3 separate regions of the Mus musculus genome follow, and all the other regions are linked to region 1. Evidence: chromatin contacts called from public promoter capture Hi-C data. All regions are on one chromosome and are shown on one strand. The core of a region is the stretch at or near the end of the contact, and the rest is flanking DNA. Distances in the headings are between cores, read along the strand shown.

Region 1 (3,898 bases), core at 657-3,156:
ATGGGAGAATGGGAAGCGTATTGTTTATTTTTTATTGGTAGAGTAAGTTAAAATATCAAACCGCACACTTGGGGAACAATGACATTCAGAGACATAGCCGGAATAATTTTCTGAAAATCTTCAGAGTGTCTGGCATTGTGCATATCTGAAATCTGTAAATACATTTTGTATAACCATGTGTAAGAAATACAACAAATGTTAAAAGTAGCCTTTCAGGACACAGCGTTCCGTGCTTATGATGAGTAGTATTTTCAGTGTTCTTTAGTAATGCATCTAAACTAAGACACATAGTACTCTGAAGAGTAGGTAGGCCAGATGGCTGAAACTCTGTCTAACCTTTCCTGGACAGCTCTCAGCAAAGAGCAGGAGTTTTTTCTGCTTCTTGTTTCACTTCTTCTTTCCCCAAGGAAGATCACATTGTTTGGGTCATCAAACAACGATTGATCTGGTTTCATTTTGGCTTCTCTTTCAAACGGTTACCTTGGGAACCCCGGGCACAGACACAGCACTGTACTTACACCGTGCGAGCGGACACTGAGCCCCGCAGCAACTTTTTTCAGGGGACTCATCATTTATCATCTCACAAACAGAAACACTGATTTAGCCTCCACAATGGCTTCTCTATGTCTGCCCCCTCTTCTCTGAAAGACTTCTCTGCTGGCTTCTCTGGGGACTAGGAGTCCTGCACCAGGTCTTTGAGAGGTAGTTACTACTATCTGGCTCAAATAAGAAAGCACTGAACACAGTTCTCATGTACTCTCACCCTAAGCCAGTGCTTTGTACACCTGTGGGACATGACTCCCACAACAGGGGTCACATATCAGATATCTTGCATATCAGATATCTGTATTATGATTTGGAACAGTAGCAACATTACAGTTATGAAGTAACAAGGGAATAATTTTATGGTTGGGGTTAGAACCATTGCTCTAAGCCATAATTAAAGGGGGGAAAATACCTGCTCTGCTAGTCACTCAGCATGAAAATCCTCAGACTAAAACACCCAGAGAAAAGCAAAGGGCAGGAGACTCCAAGAGCATCTGTATCAACTGAAGAACAACAATAAGGCTAGGTTGCCACACTGGGCACTGGAAGATGACACGGGAGTAGTATGTGGAGTGTGCCTTGGAGACTGTCACTGTCAGGGCTGATGACGGATGAGCTGGGTCAGGCTAGATAGACCCTAGCAATTTATTAGAGCTAGACTCCTAGGCAATTCTCTCTCTACATGTTCACTTAAGGGTTCAGAGCTTCATAACAAAGCAGAAGTCAGGAGTCTCAGAAATGCACTTCAAAATCAGGGTGGAGGAACCTGCCCATGTGTCAGGCCCTGTGACCTATCAACTCACAAGCCTCCTGTTGGGATATTGACCAGACACAGTATCTTTGCTTATATGCAAGCACACACTTGCGTGCAACACACACACACACACACACACACACACACACACACACACACACACATACACACACACACACACACCAGGCTAAAGCTCGCAGAGTTCTCAGATTGTGGTATATGAAGGAGGCAAGCCTTTGTCAGTGAACAGTATGATCACTAAGACTCTAGTGTGGGCCCTCTCTAATGGGTTGCTCTCTTGGGAATCTTCTTCCAAAGAGCAGTTGTGTGGTCTTTCCATTGTAAGAGAAACTGCAGGTGTCTTCTTAACCATGACAGTTCTGATGATGAAAGAGTAAAGAACCCGCCTTAAAGTCAAACACCAGTGCACCCAGAGAGTAGATGCACAGCTGCAGGCTCAGAGCTCGGCAGCCACTGTACTTCTTAGTAACCAGGAATCAAACGTTTGACTCACTGTAGGGTTGGTAGGGCAGATAAATACCTTTTTCTATGACTAGGCTGGAGACACGCCCAGGACCCTCACCAAAAGGAGGGACAGGAAAAGAGAAATAATTGGTAAACACAGAAAATGTTTCAATAGAAAAAAGAGGAAACAGAACACTGTGTAGCCCTGTTATCAGCAGAGACAGAGCTAACGCTGGGGATACCAAACTAGAAGAAGCTCACTGGACAGGTCCCGGTATGCAGTTCTATTTTTGTTGATGGCTCTGTATCTAATGTGTTCATTTGTACCAAGGTGAGTCCTGTTAAAGTAATGTCTTGTGTTTTGCCAAAACCCCTGGAAATAGAAGACATTTGTTTCCTCCTGCTGTTGACAGTTTATTAAAAGAAGTATATATCTAATGACAAGACTTCTTAAAAAAATATACGAGTTTAGAAAATAGGCTATAGATCTAGTTAGATATAGTCAGAATAAGTTTCAGAGTTAATTTCAAGAGTTACAAATTTAGAGACAAACAACAATAAGGTAGTGATGTCATAAACTGAAGTTATTTTTTTCTGCTTTCTGCTGAAATATCTTTGGTATCTGTGATTTTTATTTTATCTAAAATGTACAAAAAGCTTATGAGATGTCTCACTTGGCTTTATGCTCACTAGTTAGGTACCTAAAACCAGGAAGATATATATTCCAGATACACAAAAAGCATGGATGGAAAGGAATCGAGAGAAAGAAGAAAGAGAGAGAGAGAGAGAGAGGGAGAGAGAGAGAGAGAGAGAGAGAGAGAGAGAGAGAGAGAAAGGAAAGAAGGAAGAAAGAAAGAGAGGAAGGCCAGAAAAAACGATAATTCAGTGGATTATAATTTTGAACACTTCATTACCTATTATTTCTGTATGTTCATATGGTCTCTTCAATAGTTGGCTGGTGATAAATATATGTAGTTGATTATTAAACATTTATATTTTGAAATATAATCAAGATTTGGAAATCAAACTGTCTCATTTGTTTAACAGTACTTAACATGCAATGTGGGGAAATTTTTAAGTAATGCATGCAAGAAGCCAGTCTTGCCAGGCATTGCCCACACAGCCTCACAGCTGATCTAAGCCATCCCTTTGTTGATGTTGAACAGACTTGCCTTGCCTCACAAGGGCTGAGTAATGACTTGTCCCTATTCTTCTCTGGACCAAGACTGATAGGCATGTGCCCTGGACCTGACAGGGTGATACGTGCTGGGGCTATGATGGAAAGCTAGATACAACAGGCAGTGGTGGTTCTCGACTTCTAACGTTGAGAACCTGTGGAACTGAAGGGATCATCCATAGTCAGGTATGTCCACCAACGAGGAAGCATCTATGTGGATCTTAGTGCCAAATGGGATTGGTGAGATATAGTTAAGTATTGAGATACTTGTAGCAAACACTCTGTCTATGCAGAATACTGAGGGTGGCAGCTATTCAGGTCTGGTTTTACGGAGTTTTATAGTTTTTTGTGTTTGTGGCCACATCTTGAACATAGTGGTGGTATTTTAGAATATTTTAGAAAATCATTTGGAAGTCCAGTGGTGGGAAAAATAAAGTGTTGTGAGGGTCATCCCATTGGTCATTTATATTTTTGTGAGTATGTCCAGTTTTCACTGCGGAGGTTACGTGGTGTATCTAGCTAAACACATCCTGTGCTTCATGTCTCCATCACCCTCACTAAAAAATTGTGTTTTATGGCTGACTACGCTGTACAGGGTTAAAACGGGGAAGCGAATTCTTTACTTGCAACACTCTAAAAGAGCATGGATTCTCCTAGTGGCTTTTTAATTTCTGCCATTAAGGTAGTGCTTGGAATTAGATGTCACTACAAAGTCTCAAACAAAGTCTCTAAAAATGGGACTGTCAATTTAATTTTGGTTGTAAAATGAATACTCCAGGCCAAAAAAAAAATGAATTTGGAAGGGAAAATTATATTTCTGAACTTCGGCAGAATTTGACCAATTCTCAGGAACACTGGGGAAGTCCATCATTAATGGCCAGAGCCTGACTCAAGTTAATTTCTAGAAACATCTGCCATGAAAGAGATCACGCTCCTTTGCTCTTCTAAATTTCAAG
Region 2 (3,898 bases), core at 686-3,185, 2.1 Mb before region 1:
ATAAAGAACTTCGTGTGTTCAATTCCCCCACACTGCTGAAATAAAGTAGGAAGGCTTTGGTTTTGTCGTTGTTGTTTTGTTTTTTGTTTTTCAACATATACAAAGGCTGACGTATACATATACATAGTGCATCAGTCTGCTACAACTATGAAAAGACCCAGGCCCTCTGTGTGAGATGCTCCCTCTTAAAGCTCATCGGGCTGCAAATTCAGACACAAATCTACAGATAACCAACCCACTTTTTATAGCTCTTCCTGCACTTTTAGAGTACTAGCTAGCTGTGTGGGGGAGTCACGGAGTGCGAGTAGAGGTCAGAGGACAACTGCAGGAGTCTCTTCGGTTCTTTCTCCTTCTTCCATGTGGGTCCTGGGGAATCAAACTCCCGTCTGAGCACAGTGCCAAGGGCCCTTACTGGCTGAGTCATCTCATCAGCCCTTAGCTTTCCTTTTTGAAACTAAGAATCCTTCCTGGCTTCCATAAGGTAAAGGGAAATGCACATGCCAGATGTCCAAGGGTGTCCATGTAGAATGCCAAGACAACAAACAACCTAATAACTCCACTCCCATCTAAGGAGAGGGAAACACGACAGTCACCAACCAGCCTGACTTGGTCTGTGGCAACGCACACCCTTCAGGGAGGAGGAACTTGGCTGGGTGTCCTGCTGTCTTGGACTTTGAAGTCCACTCGAGTAACCCCGGAACTCCACCTTCCCATACGTGGCTAGTGGGCTGCGAGGACTAGTTGACCTTCTGACAGCACCATCACCCCACTGGTGTTTACGATGGTACCAAGCAATGACGGTGTCAGTCAACTCTGCGCCTAAGAAATCATCCTTCAAGTATCCAGATCGCCAATCTGGGCCAGGCAACTACCATTCCTGCCAATAAGCTCCCCTCAGTCTAGGCTGCGGCCCCTGGAAAGGAGAAACACTTAACGCCTCATCCCAATCCGGGCGTCCAACTCACTAGATGGCCCCTTTCTAGGAACCCGCTCCTTAACCTTATTAAAGCTTTGGGTGTGGCATTCTGATCAGGAGTGGGGAGGCTTCGTTTTGAAGCGGAGTTTTCCAAAGGAAACCTATATAACCAGCACTTAGATATGTGTCTATCTGGAGCAAGGGATACTGTGATTGTCCCTTCCGGTCTCTGGGACTCAGTTTCCCCATTTGCAACAGAAAATGACAAGGACAGCTGTCCTGAAGTTTGGAGGGTCAGGGAGAATCAAGGGGATGGCAGTCCACTGGGGTAAGGAGAGGAGGAACCTCGGACTACTGCGGACCTTAAAGACCCTGGTGTGTTCTCAGGGACCCGGAGGGGCGGAAGGCAGCGCGCGGGCTACTCACGGGTCTCCGCGGTCAGGCCCCCGGCCGCGGCAGTAGATGGGGTTGAGCTCGTCCTGCGGAAAGGCGTGCGCCATGTAGTTGTCATAGCCGAAGACGAACATGCCCCGCGCCAGGTCGCGCATCTGGGCACGCAGCTGCGGCGGGAAGGCGCCGCTGTAGCGCCGCTCGTACTCGTCCGGGCCGCAGCCACCGCCGCCCAGGGCATAGCCCCAGTGCGCCGGGCCGCACACGCCCGGTCCCGGCGTCGGTCCCGGCTCTGGCGGGGTCTCAAGCCGCCCCTCCGTTCCGCGCCTTGGCCGATGAAGCCAGGCCGGGCCTCCGGGCGGACCAACTGGCCCCGAGCCGTCGGGGTCCCTCAAGCGCTGGAAGCCGAAGCTGAGCGGAAACCGCTGGTAGAAGCCCATGCTGGGCCCCAGCCCGAAGACCAACCAGAGCACCGCGTGGAGGCCGAGGCGCAGCAGCACCAGCCCCAGGACAAGCGCTCGCCATTGCATGGTCGCGCGTCCGCCGCGGGCATTATTTTGAAGCGCCGGGCGCGTCCCCAGCCGACCGCCTCCCCGCGCGTCCGCCGGGAGCCCGCTCACTTCCCCTTTAAGGAACTCCCTCGTGACGCACCAGGAACTGGTCCATTGTCCCCCGCCCCGCGGACGGGACCGGCCCGCCTGGCCCCGCGTTCGCCCGCCGGCCGCCGGGGATTGGCCTCCACCGGCCCGGCCTCGAGGGGCGCGGCCGGGGACTCCCTCCGGCTCTATAGGCCGCCCGGACTGCAAGGCCCCGCCCTGCCACTGGGCCACGCCCCCTGGGCGGTTCCGAGTCTGGTCTAGCTGGCGTGGCGAGCCTAGGTCGCTCTGGCTTTTGGGGAAAGAACTTCCAGCCAATAGGAGCGCGGCACGGGAGCTCCGGGAGCCGGACACAGACATGGCCTCTGACCCGCCCTAGCCCGGGTAAATGGTGTCCCTGAACAGAAGATGGATGGGAGAAAGCCCGTCCAGGTATGGAGTAGTAGGTGTGAGAAAGGTAAGGGCCAGGGCCTTTAGGCAAAGGAAGTACTTACGAATATCTAGGAAAGGTTTTTAACTTGGTGGGAGTGGGACTCCCTGGTCCAGACCGCACGAAATGTCCAGATTTTTTGTTTTGTTATTGGAACGCCTTAACTTGGAAAAAAAAAATTCATAATACTTCTAAAATACTCCAAGATCACATCCAATCCCAACAAGGCGGGAGGGGGAACTAACACCAGATCATTTTCATCAGAACCATTTAAACATCTTTTCCTGACAGTCCTATCATCTCATCGCAGTGCTAGGCAGAGGCGACCTTGGAAATGTAGGGCAGATTGGGGGTTTAATCCCATCCAAGTGCTAATTCCTATAATTAAGGTTACTGATTTCGTTTTTTAAGGGCTGTGGCTTTCAACACTTGGAGCGCCTGTAAAAGTTTTGCCTTTCCTAAGATTATACCCTGTGTCTATCAAACTTGCAAAACATAAAAATAAAAAAGTAAAAAAAAAAAAAAAAAATAGGGGAAGTAACGAAATCAGTAATGCCTGTCACCAACCTGAAGGCAATGACAGGGAGGACTTAGGTAAATCCTGGACCATTCTCCTTCCATTTTGGGGTCAGAATTGTCCCTGCAATGTGATAGGGTACAACAGAGCAGCCAGCAACAATTTAAGTTCTTTGGGTTGGGAGAGCTTATTTTGTGAGATACAAAGGCCTGAGCAGTATACAAAAAAAAAGGGGGGAGGGGGAAGAAGTTACTGGACTGGATAAACTTGTATAAGACCAACTGATTCCAGTCCTTGACACGGAACTACTAGTTTCTGCCTCCCTGAAGCTAACACAAACTGAAAATGGACATTAAAGCTATGCTTTGTTTCCTCCATAAGCTACTTCTGTGCAAATTTTAGCTGAAATGTAGCTTGCACTCTGGTCAGCTGTCAGCCACTGATGACAGCAACTGTTCTCACATTACAGAAAAGCCCTAATTTTAAAAGACGAGTCTAATAACCATAGAAAACCAGCTAGTTTATGAAAAATGCTTTTCATGGCACAACTGACAATAAGTGCCAATAGAACAGGTTTTCAGAACGCTAGCATGTATTCCTATTTTATCTTCATTAAAAAAAAAAAACTAAAGATGAAGTATCTGTGACTGTCCCTTTAGACTAGGATTTCTCAGATTGAATGTAGCTGATGAAATTGAGACAACTCTATCTAATCAGAATATTCAGCCTTAAATATAAAAACAAATTCTAAGACAGGATCTCACTATGTAGCCCCAGTTTGTCTCCAACCTGTAATCCTCCTGCCTCCGCTCCAAATGAGATATTATGGGAAGGTTTGTGATAGGTTTTTCCAAATACATATACATTCTCACAAGAGTACCTCAGGACTAGCATGAAAAAGTCACTTCCGTTTTAGGTACAGCTTTACCGTGCAGCTCCAAAGACACAGCTGAGAATCTAGTCAGAATCCTGCCTTGTAACTGTAACCTTGTTAAGTTAGTTCCTGCACTGTTTCCCCTGCTGCAAAATATTCCCCATTTTAAGACATG
Region 3 (3,898 bases), core at 828-3,327, 2.0 Mb before region 1:
TAACTCAAAAGGAAGGGGGGTTGAAGGTGCTTCCTTCCCACAAGCCATAAATCTGCAACCGTAGACAACACTGGCCTGAGAGTCAAAGGAAATGAGCCCGGCTCAGTCCTTTCTCAACGTATCTCCTTGTGCCTGCTTTGGGTAGTACAGCCATCTACATGTTAACACTTCCCTCCTCCTCCTGGTTAGACCTCAGAGCAACTCTGCTAAGGACTCTATTGTTATCTGCACTTCATAGACAAGAAAACAGAAATCGACTCAACCAGACCCAAGGCTGCTAAGATCCAGATTGCAAATCCAGAACTGCATGGCATAAAAGTTCAGGCTTGTTATATATATCAAGCTACACTGCCCAGTGATAATACAGGCATGAGAGTAAGCAGTACATCTCTTAAATCCTACTCATTGGTGCAGGTCCTTGCATTAACTCCTCCGCAGCAAATACAACTGGCCATCCCAACACACCCACGTGTACCATTTCGATCTTGCCCAAGGGACAGGAGTCCCGAGGAAACTCCAATTCTTATCTAGGGTAACAGAAAATGAACAGCTTGAAGCCTGTAGAAAAGTTCTAGTATGAAAGAGTCTAAAGTCTGTTCTGCCTTGTTCTCTTGGGGTCGGGGTAGAGGCAACATAGAAAGAGCCTAACATGAAGTTCGGGAAAGTTTCCTTACACTTATATATTCAGCCATCTTCGAAAGAGATTTGAGCCTCCGCTCCTCTCTCTGACGCCTGTTGCTCTATTACTACAGGGACTGAGTCACACGTTACCTAGGTTTTCCCAGGGCAGTGTGTAGCCAAACCAGTCGGGCAGCTCAGCTGTCTCCTGTGTGAGGATTGCAACAATCCTCTTGAAGGTCTAGGAACTGCCGCCACTTCTCATCAGAACAATTGTAAAGCTCAACCCTCTAAGTACAGCCCTAAAACTGTGCAATGACTCCTTGGCTCCAAAGACTGACATTCACGCCCATTCCTTTCCCAACCAATCAAAGACGCAAAACTCAACGACCACTCTCCCACCGAATTCACATTATATTTACTAGGCAACTTCCCTGAGCCTCCATAAGCTACGTCCCAATCCAAACAAATTCCTTCTGCAAGAGGGAAGAAAAAAAAAAATCTCTCTAAAGACCAAAGCCTGCAAACTTTATGTTGAATGCAGATCCATCTATCTACCCGTTTAACACAATCAGCTGTGGAGAAACCGAGACTCGCCTCGCCCTTGCTCCCTGTCTTAGAAAATACTGGGATCTGAATGGTCTCTCCAACAGCTTCCCCCAGTAAGCTAGGTCATCAGTTTGCTCTCCGACGCTCCATGGACAAGTGACAAAGACCAAGCGAACTGGAGGCGCCGAGGCTCCCCCTGGCATTCACAGAAGCGCCCACACGGGTTGCCTGCTTTCACAATGCGACTCCATCGTCCCAAGTGGAGACTTAGGAGAGGCGTCCCCTTCGCAGGCGTTCTGGAAAAGGCCAGGCTCACCCGTCCGGGTGAACAAGTGACAGGTTGGAATTAACCCTTCAGCCTCTACGGCCCGAAAGGCAGCAAGTGTGGCAGACTCGGATTAACCCTTTCCAGGCCGTGTTAAAGGCACAGCCCCCACCACCACCACCAAAACGCAACGTGGAATTGACCCTCCTGCTGCCGACCCTCCGGCTACAACTCCGAGGCCCACACACGCAGGATCGCCCGGCCCGGCCTTCGGGGAGGTGACAGGCGCGAGACGCCGGCCAGGCCGCCCGCAGAGGGCTGCTCACCGCGATGACATTGACGAAGGTGGTCTTGCCGGAGTACTGCAGCCCCACGAGCGTCAGTTCCATCTCCTCCTTCCAGAAGAGCGAACGGAACCAGTCCAGCAGGCGGGAGATGAGCGCCAGCATGGCGGCGGCCGGCTGCGAGCGTGGACGGGCGCGGACGACAGCGGACACTCTTTCCCACGAGCGGGTATCGGCCCCGAACCCGCCAACGGCTCTTCGGCGGGGCCCCTGGCGCGACGCGGGCAGACAGAGGCTGGCGGCAGCGACGGCCGGAGCCAGGAAGCCCAGCGGGTCATATGACTCGCCCTACCCCCCCCACGCCTGGCCCAGCGCAGGCGCGGAAGCGCACGGAAAGAGCGGCGCGGTCCCGTAGACTCCCAGCGCCCTCCGGCGACATCGCCACCTGATGGTGAATCCCACGACACACCCTTCCCTCGCCTTGGTGCCAATTCACTTGTCACATGCCTTTCCTCTTTTCTTTTCTTTCTTTCTTTTTTTTTTTCCCCCCAAATTATGGGTCTCCCAGCAAACGCATGTCAACAATTTCAGTACTTGAGAGGTGGAGGCAGGAGGATCAAGAGTTCAATAAACACAGAAGGTGGGGTTACAGAAATGACTCGGTGGTTAAAAGTGCTTGAGGCTCTTTCAGAAGACCCAAGTTCAGGACCCAGCACCCACACCTGGCAGCCCTCATCAGCCTGTAACTTCAACTCTGGGGGATCCAGATCTAGGGCTTTCTGACCTTGTACATTCTGCAAACATATGCGCATACTCCCACAACGAAACACATAAATAATAATAATCTTTAAAAAAAAACAAAGAGTTGGTCCTCGTTCACTTTTTGATTGAATTTTCCTATAATTGTTCATTGGCAATGTACCCTGAAGGAAAAAGTTAATACTCGGAGGAATTGAACACGGAATAAAAAAAAAAAAAAATCAGAATCTGGGATGGGGATGTAACCCAGTGGTAGAATGCTTGCCTGGCCTGTATGGAGCACTCTGGGTCTAACTAGGGCTCAAGGGAGGATGGGGCAGAGGCAGTGATCCGAATGTAAAGTGAATAAATAAATGAATTAATTAATAGGGAAAATTTCTTTCCCAGCATGTGAAAGACACAGGGTTTGTTTCTAACACAGCAAAACATTAGTGACAGCAAAATCCCTGCCCTCCTGCGGGTTACAGTCCAGTGTGGAGAACAGAACATATACAGCAAACAAACGAGAAAATGCCACGTGGTACTTAACACTATAAAGAAGAGGAACAGAGAAGAAGCTGGAGCCGGCCTGCTTGTCTTTAAGTCAGGTGGTCCTGAGTGGAAAGGCTTGAGGGAAGTGAGAAGGAGAAGCAGGCTGACGTTTGGTAGAAGCACATTCCAGGAAAAGACCCTGAATGGGGAAGGACAGTGAAGTGGTTTGGACTTTGAAGGATGGTGTGCCTGGGGCGAGGGGGAAATGATGGAATTATATTTTAACTGAAAATATATTTTTAAAAAGGAACTCCAGCTGGCTGCCCCAACTTCCCCAGTTGATTTCTGCTTCATATTTGTAAATCTCTAACTTAATGGATGCTTTCTTTGTTAGCTCTCTCCATCAGCTACTCTAGTCATCTCTGCTGGATGTTGTGACCTTGCAGTTTGATGGAGTGGGGCTACCAGTCTACTACTTGCTATTTATCCTTTTACTTTCACTTGCTGTACACTTAAGAAGTTCATTTAAAACCAAAAGTGTAGCTATTGTAGGTTATTCTCTGGACAGTACCCAACACTGGCAAAGATCGGTGGAAGCCTGGAGTAGGGAGAGGTGGAAGAGAATTCAGGGACCAGAGGGAGTGGGATATGGTGGCACGAGTTTGGACTTGATTATACAAGATGGGAAGACAGAAGGTAGCCTGAAGACTTAATTGTTTTTACTGTGTGTGTGACTTGCCTGCACATGTGTCTTCGCACCACATGCATGTGGTACCTGAGAAAAGCAGAAGAGGATATTGGGTCCCCTGGAACTGGAGTTACAGACAGACAGTTGTTGACCTCCATGGTGGTCCTCTGCAAGAGCAGCAAGCACTCAACTGCTGTGGTACCTCTGTAGCCCCTATGAAAAGACTGACTGTGTGTGTGTGTGTGTGTGTGTGTGTGTGTGTGT

The links. Promoter capture Hi-C pulls out the DNA fragments that hold promoters and counts their contacts.
Region 2: a promoter capture Hi-C map of pre-B cells shows a contact between it and region 1, with 4 times the contacts expected there. The contact joins the promoter of Edem1 here to the promoter of Il5ra in region 1.
Region 3: a contact with region 1 is called in a promoter capture Hi-C map of pre-B cells, with 5 times the contacts expected there. The contact joins the promoter of Arl8b here to the promoter of Il5ra in region 1. A contact is called at or near these places in 1 of 39 promoter capture datasets (pre-B cells) and 1 of 115 datasets of contacts at active chromatin or transcription factors (pro-B cells).

Annotation. Positions count from the first base shown.
Region 1 is chr6:106,747,045-106,750,942 of GRCm38.p6, reverse strand. Il5ra (interleukin 5 receptor, alpha) reads left to right here and starts at 1,906. Exons shown (of 13, transcript NM_008370.2): 1 at 1,906-2,096.
Region 2 is chr6:108,826,678-108,830,575 of GRCm38.p6, reverse strand. It overlaps Edem1 (ER degradation enhancer, mannosidase alpha-like 1), which reads right to left and starts at 1,935. Exons shown (of 12, transcript NM_138677.2): 1 at 1,343-1,935. The coding sequence starts at 1,836. Gm35417 (a long non-coding RNA gene) reads left to right here and starts at 2,300. Exons shown (of 2, transcript XR_377956.4): 1 at 2,300-2,359.
Region 3 is chr6:108,781,238-108,785,135 of GRCm38.p6, reverse strand. It overlaps Arl8b (ADP-ribosylation factor-like 8B), which reads right to left and starts at 2,077. Exons shown (of 7, transcript NM_026011.3): 1 at 1,759-2,077. The coding sequence starts at 1,881.